3 separate regions of the Sus scrofa genome follow, and all the other regions are linked to region 1. The links are chromatin contacts, called in public HiChIP or PLAC-seq maps. All regions are on one chromosome and are shown on one strand. Each heading gives the region's core, a stretch centred on a gene start, on an enhancer-like site or on the middle of the called end of the contact. The rest is flanking DNA. Distances are from core to core; before and after follow the strand shown. Region 1 overlaps MAML2 (mastermind-like protein 2). Region 2 overlaps MAML2 (mastermind-like protein 2). Region 3 overlaps MAML2 (mastermind-like protein 2).

Region 1 (3,459 bases), core at 419-2,918:
ACTGTGGTGTGCACCTTGATAATAGTTAGCTGTTATTAATATTTACTAAGCTATTTTCACATGGAAACAAATAAGGGAATCAGAAGCCCATCTCCTCTTTGCCACACCTTAGTGCCTCAGATTTAATCCGCTTCTGCCCAGTCTTTACTAAACATGGCCTTGACCACCAAAAGCTTCATACAACCATCTTCTATGAAGGCGCTCTTGGCTCCCCATCTCCTACGATGCCTGAAAGCCTGCCAATTAAAATCCGAGTTAACAAGCAACTACCCAGGAGCAATCAGGATAACCAGGGATATAGTGAAGGGCCAAAAAAAAAAAAAGCAAAAATTTACCTGGATCTCTCTGTGTATCAGACTTATTCTTTCTCCAGAGAAGGCATTAGCTACTCTCTGAGCCAACCTAACCAGCTTCCTCTCCCGGTTCTGAAGGCCTTGGCTCACAGTTGGGCAAAAGTGAGAACTGTGACATTTTCTGTCTCCAATGATTCCCTTTAGAAACCAGATTACGAGACAAAATAATGTCTTTGAAGTGACAAGCACTGTGCCTGTCACTCAATAAACCACAGCTATTATTATTCTTTCTATGTTGCCTGCAAAATGTTGAAAATTATCAGAAAGGCGGACACCTCAGTGGCTTTAGCACCTAGTATATCCTTTTTAATCATAATCTCCGTATGTCTGTCAGGAACATTCGTTAGGTACGCACTGGGTGGGCTGCGGGGTAGCAGAGGCAATAAAGAGATCCTTCAGGTCCTTCGGGATGCTTCTGACACACTTAGGAACACAGGCTGGGAAATCTAAAGGTGCCTCACAAACCCTTACCAAGAGCACCTGCCACGTAGCAATTTCCAGCTTTCCTAGTCTCCTCCAGGAAGGGGGCTGACTGGTCTGCAGAGGAAGCTTGCTATTATTAATACTGACTAAGCTGTTTCCACGTAGAGATAAATAAGGGAATCAGAAGTCAATCTCCCCTTGGACACACCCCATCACCTCAGATTTAACTACTCCACTCTGCTTCTCCAGACTTCCCTAAACATGGCCTTGACCGGCAGCCAACCCAGCTCAGTCCTAAACCTTTGGTCAGGAGGAGAAACCATAATGCTGGACTGTGATACTTTTCTGTTCACCAGAGTGGATTTAACTACTCCACTCTGCTTCTCCAGACTTCCCTAAACATGGCCTTGACCAGCAGCCAACCCAGCTCAGTCCCAAACCTTTGGTCAGGAGGAAAACCCATAATGCTGGACCGTGACTCCTTTCTGTTCACCAAGGACTGTCCGCGTCTGGCCTGTCTGGATCTCGGGACCCAGGCCAGTTTCCTACTCTGGGATTTCCTTCGACTCCTAAAAGAACAAAGAAATTCTCCCTGTATTCCACTTCCAGAGAGGCTCAGGTCTCTCTGAAGATTCAGGACCTAGCCTAGATTTTGAAATCTTGAGCTCTTGTGCTTCTTTGACCAGGATGAGTCCCAGAGCCAAAAATAATGCGGGACAAAAGATCTCAGGAAAAGGCCCACGTTGGGTCATGGGCTTGTCTGGCCTGGAAGTCCGGGCTGAGGCTTAGGGGCTGGTCTGTCGGAGACGTGGACATCAAAGGACGGACAAACCCGAACCCCACTCAGTTCATTCAGCAAACATTTACCAAGCAGGTACTGTGCTATACCCCGTGGGCGGCAAGTTGACAAAGACAAGGTGCCTTCCCTTGAGGAATTCAGAGTCATTTATGGTTCATGTAACATCAAACACAGCCATCAGTTTCTCAGAAAAAAACAAAAACAAGAACAAAACCCCACCACATTGATTCTCAAACTCTCGCAGTAGAAATGCTCAGTTTCCTCTAGCCCAGAGTTCTAAAATGTCTGACTCAATGAAGAAAAATGCCATCAACTGCCACCAGAGCCTCCCCAAATGAGAATTCTGTAGCAGAGTGATCCTGATTATCTCAGAAATCCCAGGCAGAAATGGAAGCAATATAAATAAACATAAAAGAAAATAGAGGTGCTGTAACACAACTATAAATTGCTTTTCTCCCCGACTTTCTTCCAATCATCCAGGGCAAAAGAGGGAAGTTGGTCTCTGTGGCAGAGAATAGACCAGCAGCTGTTCTATATCCTGCCAAGAGGAGAGAGACTTCTTATAAATAATAGCCAACAATATGTCCTCTGGGACCAGAGATTCAGCCAGTTGGAGGGGGGGAGGGCGGAGGGGAGAGGGAGGGTTAATGGGATGGGGGGTGACCGACACAGCAGAGGGCGAATTAGGAGAAACCCTATCAAATTTTCCTGTGTACTTATGTTTCTATTACCTCATTAGGGTGATTACATAATGCCACTCCATTTATAAACTGCAAGGGAAGTAAGGGCAGCATCCTCATTAGCAGAGGCTGATGCGAGACATTAACATACCAGGCAGTCATGTGGGCAAACAATGAAGATGTTCGCAGAACATCTTTTCTTTCTCTCTTCATCGCTTTGGTATTTTGTCTGCTCCTTCCCTCCCTTTAGCCATATATGTGGATCTGTGGCTCAGACCTGAAGCCGACCACGTGGGCGCCCTCGTATTGAGAGCGCTTCATGTGAGAGAGGTATGGCATCGCTTTTACTGCTTTATGCTCTATTAGGAGGGAGAAAAAAGAACCATCTTAGAGCCATGTAGGGGTCTCTCCTTGAAAACTCCACAGAGGGCTTCCAGCCAGATGCAGACTGAAGTTCGGAAATGTCTTACTTCCTAGGAGCTTTTTCCACTTTTCCTGGACTCTGACTTGTCCTGATTCGAAGTTATAGCTCTAGATGGGGATATTTTGAGGGGCTGCTGTTTCTGGATATAGTACTAATTTGCATCTCAATTTTAAAAAGAGCTCACTCGGACAGTAAAATTCACTAAGTAATATTTAATAAAAGAGGACACTGAGTCCCTAAAAGGTGAAACAACTGGCTCAGATAATCAGAGGAGGAGCCCAGGCTGGAAGCCAGCATCAACAGGAGTTCCACAGAAAGGGACTGTAATTTACAATTTCTAAGAGAGGTTGGATTGAGTGTCTGCTTTACCATGGACTCATCTAATGAGGGGATGGTGTGGGCCACGAGGGGGTGTTAGGTAGAGACTGATCTTTTCACGGTCCCTTGGAGGAAGAATTAGCTGTTTAGCTTATATTTATGTCTTATATGTGGTTTTAATTTGATATACCACCTTTTATTCTTACATAACACTATTTCATCTCTCTCTCTCTTTTCCTTTTCTCTTATATTATCTCTGGCTTTAATTTCGGGCACTCCCAAATGCATTATTGCAAAGTTATCCTTTTTCTGAAGGTGAGCACTTATTTCACGTTTGTTCTTATGATTGGAAAACTAGGTGAAAAGTCCAGGGGATCTAGCACTGTGCAAGAACAGGAAGGGGTATCTATATTCAGATTAGGAAGAAAATAAATGGAAACATTTGGACTGCAAACAATAAAT
Region 2 (3,431 bases), core at 29-2,528, 210 kb after region 1:
TTCCTCTTGTTTTCCCTCCTCCAGTTACCATTTGTGTTTGTTTTTTAAATTTAATCCTTTGGGGGAAAAAAATCCTTGTTTTAATGCTCTGTTTCATCTGCCATCCAAGAAACAGCAAGCTTTTAGATCAACTGGTTGCAAGCGCTATATTTTTACAGTTTACTATGTCACCTTCCTGTACTTTCTGGCTTCTTTTCTATTCTACCATCCATCAGAAACCAAATAATTTGCATTTACTTTGCATCTCTATAGATGTCTTCATGGCAAGGCATGACAGTAATCGTTACATGATTGTCTAGTGGTAAACTGCTTCCCCAGGAGTTAAAAGTTTAAGAATTCCTATTCTGTGGGAATCCCTCTGTGGTGCAGTGGGTTAAGGTTCAGACCACAGTGGCTCAGGTTGCTGCAGAAGTGCAGGTTTGATCCCTAGCCCGGTGCAGATCAGCATGGCGGCAGCTGTGGTGTAGGTCTCAGCTGTGGCTCATATTCAATCCCTGGCTTGAGAACTTTCATACGCAGTTGGTGCAGCCATAAAATAACAATTTTTTAAATAAAAATTTAATTATTCCTATTCTAGTTTGTATATTTGGGTTGAGCATACCATGATATTGTCATATCTACATAAACAATTTATTTCTCAAGCTTATGTTATTCACCCTAAGATTAGTTTTACCATCATGTCTTTAATCAATTATGATTTAATAATTTTTATTACAAATCAGTAAAAATAACAGGTTCTCTAAAATATCACATCTAATTCAGGTATACTTTGATTATACTTCCTATGGCTGCTAAAAGTAGAAACTAGATCTGTAAGAGAACAACATTGTTTTCTAATGTTTCAGAGGCAATAGGCCATTTGAAAGGCAAGATAGATCAAAACAAACACAGAGAATCAAAAAAGGCTGAAGCCATTATAACTCCAACAACTTAACAGCAATATTAGTCACTGTTATTTCATCACAGTAATATGTTTGGCATTTCTAAAATGTTTCTCAATCAAAAAAAATGTCCGCGCATCTTGCAAAAAAAAAAAAAAATCAAACTATTAATGAATCACAGAGAGCACCTAAAAAGGAAGTCTGATGTCCACTGTGAAGGATGAGACCACAGAAGCCGATGACCCCACAATGCAACCTGCCTTCACCCCAAGAGACAGTTAAGATAGTCCTGAGAGGGGAAAGGAGTCCTGACATTTCACACACCCCTGAGCACAGGGGAAGCTCCTTCAGTCAGTACTTTGGCTCTGCAGGTGTGGGGGGAAGCTGTTGTGGCCACAAGAACACGCTGAGTCATCAAAGTGGTTGGTCTCATTATAAAAGCACCCAACTCAGAGGCAAGAGACCTGATTGTACTCTCTGCGATCCTTATTTATTGGTTGTGTAACACTGAACCTGTTGCAATCTCCCTGAGCCTGTCTGCACCCTCATAAAAGATCTGGAACAGTGTGCTAACACACCTCCTTCTTGGGGCGGTGGGGAGAAAAAACTGAGACAGTGTATAGAAAGCCCTGTGAAGTAAATGTTGATTATGATTATAATTCACCTAAGAGCCAGATTACTTTCCTCCATCCTATAACCTGAGCTGTGGCGTCATGTGCCTGAGTGTCTCCTGCCTGGGCTGACGTTCCAGATTTGCCCACATTTGGCTCAGGGACTATCCACCCTAGGAAAACGGCTGGGTTTGCAAAGCCCTCTCACACACCAAGATGTTGCCAGCTGTTGCAGAACGGGTTACAAGGTGTGGACCCCACCAGTTCATACCTCCTAGACCCAAACCCCCTGCTCAGCTCAGTGTCTGGAAATTCTGACTCTTGCATGCTGCAGGAGAAAAAAAAAAAGTTCTCCAAACCAATACCTACCTCTGGCAGGAATGTGCATTGGAACAGACCAAGGCAAAAATAAGTCATTCCAACACAATATGCAACAGTGTGTACAAATATGCTTTATGGCTGAACTTGAGTTCTTTCTGATTGTTAACATGTCCCGTTCTTTTGTGCCACCCACACAAAAATGTGTTCTATTAGGAGTCAGGTTCTATTCCTGACCCTCTTAGTCACACTGGGCAAGCCCGTTTTAATTTCCCCCGGCTTTATTTTATCCATTTTAGAATCTCTCCTCATGGACTCTACTTCACTGAAGTTTCAAGTTGTATCTTTTAAGCTAATAAAGAAGGGTCTGCAAATGAAGTATTAGAAACTGTTGCTGTGACAATAAAGAGTTGTGATACCAGACTATTTCTTAAGATGTGTCTGAAATGAAAAGGTTGAAAGTAGCACAAATCATTGGTAGATTTAATATGGTAAAGATGCCTTCTTCAGCCATAAACAATAGAAGCTTCTACAGGAGAGAAGCTCTGAACAGTAAGACCCTCAGACTTGCAAAAAGTTAGCTGATTGCCAGGATTTAGCCAAATTGAGGCTATAACATTAACTTTAAGGAATTAAAATTGCTATGTAAACAAGCCATGTTATTTACTCTTTAGGACACAAAACAAATAGCGTAAGCTGACTTTCATTAGGATCTTGATAAAGACTGCCACAGAGGGACAGGCCACAGAAGAGGCCAGGAAACTGCCAGACAGGACACGCTCAGTGCAAAGCATTTTAGTTCATGCAAATGAATAGAAAAGTGGAGGCCCTCTCCTGGCCTCTGTGCTTAGAAGAGAAGGGGAGCACTGGCAGGGGCAGAAAATGTGATGGAAAAACAACAGAGATATTTTCCCCATGAACTACTCCTGCAAGTGGTGTAAATAACTGGAATATGGCTTCTGAGGCAGCCGCACCTCACTGAAGTCTGCATCGTGGAAATCCTGCTCAAAAGGAAAAGGAGCAGATGACTCAGCAGGGAAGACGGTGGCCCTCCTGAGTCAGTCCTGAGCTGGACTTTGAGAGGATGACCGTCTTTCAAAATCAGTATTTTGGTGTCATTCTGAGCTTCCCTGGTAAAGTGAAATTGACCACATCGCCTTCTAATGTGAAATTGACCACATCTCTTTCTAATGAACTGTATCTCAAAACAATCTACAAGTTTCAAGTGCTTAAGTGACTTCCAGAATAGAAGCTAAAAGCTAATTGATATATTAATAGTCAATACCTAGGCGGCTGGATGCATGTCTAAGTTTTCTGTGCTGTGACAGGCTTTTCCTCTTCTGTGGCTGGGTGTGTTCCAAGGACACACCTCAGCAAATATATTACTCATGTAATAGGGGGCCCTCTGTGACGGAATATTCAAGGCATATAAATTTAGAAATATCTAAGTCTTTACAAAACCATACCCTTATAGAAAAATAAATCTTCCATTGAGCATATCACATATTCTTTTTTCTTTTTCTTGTATTTTATTAAAGTATAGTTGATTTACAATGTTCTGTCAATTTCTGCTGTACAAATATATTCTGTCATAGAGCAGGTCCACAGGTAACTTTTTTTT
Region 3 (3,501 bases), core at 517-3,016, 260 kb after region 1:
CATTCTTTATTCATCCACTGATTAAAGCCTTTCAGATCTTAAAAAAATAATAATAATAAAATGAACATTTAAAAGGTTTCATGTGAAATTTATACTCTAGTATTTTAATACATGAAAAAGCACCTTCCTTTCTGTTAGGTTTCAAAGCAGCTGCTTCATTTATCTGCAACATATATGTTTCTTACAAGTCTCTGGATGAACACACACAGAAAATATGGAGCACTTCAGTTGCATCTCTGTGATCACTGTATAGGCCTAGGCCCACCATACCAAATGAAGAAGAGCTAACGTGTTGACATCTGTTTTAGGCTAAAAATGGAAATTGTGAAGTTCTTTCCTCTTCCAAGAGTTCCCTGGAATGGATCAAAAGGCTTCAAAAGACTTGGCACCAAGGGAAATTCTAGGCAACATCTACACAGCACAAAATGAAATGGAGACTTGGCACCTTCCTAAAGAATTAGGGCTGTGTTGACCACTGCAAAAAGGGGGCCTTAACTGGCCCTTTGTGACCAGAGAGGCCAATGTAATTCACAAAGCTCCAGATTTTGCCTTTCTGGGGATCTATAATATTAACTTTTCATACAACCCCAACAAAAACTCCTTGCCTTTAGTGTGGCTAGACCATGACTAAACATCTAGGTTGGGCCAGGTCCTCTGGGGTGCAAATGGCCAAATCTCCCAGATGAGTGAGGCAAAGCCTTGTCTGGAGACTGAATTTAGAAGTCACTTTCCGGATCTTTTTTTTTTTTTTCACACCAAATCAACTCTGCCTGTGAAGGTTTACTTTTCTTGAGGCTGAGTCAGGATGAACCAGCCTTTGCAGGTGGAGCAGTTATTTGAGAGCCCACCATTCTATACAAGGGGTCTTTAGATGTAAAGCAGAAGCATTTTTGTTTTGCCTTTGAGTTGGGGTGAAGCACAAAGAATTGACTTGTTTCTCCTCCAAAGTTAAAGGACCAAACCCCAAGACAACCAAAATGTTGGAATTGTTTGTCATTTCCAAGTTGAAAGAAAGCAAAATGTGACTACTCAGAGCTCTATCTTTCCCTGATTAAAGCGATCCTGCCCTTTGAATTGCTACACAGGATACTGTTCTGTGGGGCTCACTCACAGGGCTGTAATAAGTCACAACAGCTTGGCACCTCGCCCAACAAAACACAAACTCCTGAAGTCTTGAGCTTTCCCATGGCAACATCACAGTCACCAACACAGCAAACAATCGCTCCAATCCCTACTCCCGCTCCCTTTTTCTAAGAGCAAAGGATATCATTGCAGCCAGTCTCCTAGAACCGTGCTAATTATCATCTATGAAAGGAGATAGCGACAGAGATCAAGTTGCCTTCAGCGCCGAACTTAAAATGAGATCAAAGGCAGGGTAACTACAGGAGCATACGGAAGTTCAACTTATACTTTCGCTTTCAAAGAAAAGACAGAAGCTTTATGTAAAGTATATTCCTTAAGGATTAATGTGCCTTGCTGCCCTGATTACCAAGTGGCTCTGGCTGGCCAGCAACCTTCATACAAAACTCCCATTCACTTTAGCCCAGTCGTTTTCTCTCTGTCTTTCTCTCTCTCTCTCTTTCTCGACAGCAGAGGGGGGTGGGGTAGGGGGGAAATGCCATCTTAAAGCTGCAGCTCGACCACATTCCTGAAACTGCAAAACTGGAAGTGTTTTCAAACCTCAGCTGCTTTCTCCAGCGGAATGCTCATTCTGCTCAGATGGGAAGGCCGCTGAGTTCCAGAGCTGGGTGGCAGCTCCCTATTGCAGATTAAAGCAGCGCCACTTCCTTTATGACCGCCTCTTTTCAGATTCAAATAACATCCTTGGGGGTGACCATCTCTTCTCACAAAAAACCGTCTGGGCTCCCACAAATCTCCTACAAGAGTAATCTCTTTGTGTATTAATTTGATTTTAGGTCCTTGGATGGCTCCTGACAGTTCAGGAGCAGAACTAATACCAAACCCCAAGAGAATAAATAGTCTGGGACTCATGGGTGGCTATCACTGTGCTAGGGGGTGGGGAAGGCAAGGAAGAGTCCTGGCTTCATGTGGTTTTGCACTCTGCTTGTTCCACTCTGATCCATAGTGAAGCCCTGCATGTGCTTGTGGAGGATTTTATAATTCTAGACACAAATCTTAGCCAGGGCCACAGACTACATTTGGGATCCCCCAACCTCAGAATTAGAATAAAAATTTCAGAGGAGGTTCTGTTTCAGCACAGCTACAATTTGGGGGGAGGGGTTCGTCCATGTAATAAAGAATATAAAACACTAATGACAAGGTATGGAAGTAATTATACCAAGATATTTCAATGATATCCTAAACCAAGAACGGGACAAAAAAAAAAAAAAAAAAAAATCCAGCGAGTCGCTAAACAATAGCAGGATTCTAAAATGTAACTGAAGCCTTTTGAACATACATATGGGTGACTGCTGTATCATTCAAGACATTTAAATACCCCCATATCTACACTATGGACAATTTAAATAATTATGGTGTTACATTAAATTCTGGCCTCAACTTTTCACTTACTATATACTTGATTATGTTTTATTCTCTATTATCCCACCATTCCCCAAACCCCACAATCTAATGATGTAATTTTTATCATTAAGAAACTTATTGTAGGACTTCCTGCTGTGACTCAGGGGAAACAAATATGACTGGTATCCATGAGGATGCAGGTTTGATCCCTGGCTTCGCTCAGTGGTTTAAGGATCCAGCATTGCTATGAGCTGTGGTATAGTCGCAGATCCTGAGTTGCTGTGGCTGTGGCACAGGCCAGCAGCTACAGCTCCAATTCAACCCCTAACCTAGAAATCTCCATATGCCATGGGTGTGGTCCTAAAAAGACCAAAAAAAAAAAAGGAAATTTATTGTAGACATAAAGTATTGAGCTACAAGAACAGAGGTATGGATCAGAGTTGCTTTAACAACCCAGAAAGCACTTTCCATAATTATTTCCATGACTAATTCCTTCTCCTTTACACCTTAGTTTAATTAAATCTGAAGGAAATTGGACTCCATGGTTATAAATTACTTGCTATTATAGTATTTTTTGTTATGCTTACTTGTTGTTAATCTATTTCTCTATTAGACTCTAAAGTCCTTGAGGTCAAGAATCATGTGTCTAACCTGGTGTCTTGAATACAATGGCTATTCAACAAATATTGGTTGAATCAATGAATCCTTCATTTAGACACAGCGAACAACACATATGCTATATACTTCCTGCTCTACAAACTTCTGTCCAAATGTAAAAGTGCTGCAACATAAAGAAATAAAATAGAACAAAAATAATTCACTGGTTAAGTTTGGCAAAATAAAGAGCTGAAGGGAAAGAAAAAAGAGATTCAAGTGTCCTTGGTGGGGTTAGCTGGCAATGTCTTCATCAGTATGTCCTGAAATTTCTGGATGAATGTTTTTGGGTTTTGGAGAGAATGAACTCCCACTGATGTAAGTAATCCATTGTGTCTGACATCATACTAAGATCTGCAATGC

Evidence for each region. HiChIP or PLAC-seq counts read pairs in DNA pulled down with a chosen protein or histone mark.
Region 2: an H3K27ac HiChIP or PLAC-seq map of alveolar macrophages shows a contact between it and region 1. The contact joins two enhancer-like sites. A contact is called at or near these places in 2 of 2 datasets of contacts at active chromatin or transcription factors (alveolar macrophages and skeletal muscle).
Region 3: an H3K27ac HiChIP or PLAC-seq map of alveolar macrophages shows a contact between it and region 1. The contact joins two enhancer-like sites. A contact is called at or near these places in 1 of 47 Hi-C or Micro-C datasets (heart right ventricle) and 2 of 2 datasets of contacts at active chromatin or transcription factors (alveolar macrophages and skeletal muscle).

The regions. Positions count from the first base shown.
Region 1 is chr9:28,078,248-28,081,706 of Sscrofa11.1, forward strand. All of the region lies in intron 2 of MAML2 (mastermind-like protein 2), which reads right to left. Among named protein-coding and RNA genes, the nearest start is that of MTMR2, 110 kb to the left of the region's middle. Within about 2 kb of position 1,669, at least 33 of the 83 cell types and tissues checked have an H3K27ac peak or open chromatin away from gene starts, as enhancers often do. A contact at or near this core is called in alveolar macrophages and skeletal muscle, where this site is marked.
Region 2 is chr9:28,289,408-28,292,838 of Sscrofa11.1, forward strand. All of the region lies in intron 1 of MAML2 (mastermind-like protein 2), which reads right to left. Among named protein-coding and RNA genes, the nearest start is that of MAML2, 82 kb to the right of the region's middle. Within about 2 kb of position 1,279, at least 26 of the 83 cell types and tissues checked have an H3K27ac peak or open chromatin away from gene starts, as enhancers often do. A contact at or near this core is called in alveolar macrophages and skeletal muscle, where this site is marked.
Region 3 is chr9:28,333,780-28,337,280 of Sscrofa11.1, forward strand. All of the region lies in intron 1 of MAML2 (mastermind-like protein 2), which reads right to left. Among named protein-coding and RNA genes, the nearest start is that of MAML2, 37 kb to the right of the region's middle. Within about 2 kb of position 1,767, at least 72 of the 83 cell types and tissues checked have an H3K27ac peak or open chromatin away from gene starts, as enhancers often do. A contact at or near this core is called in alveolar macrophages and skeletal muscle, where this site is marked.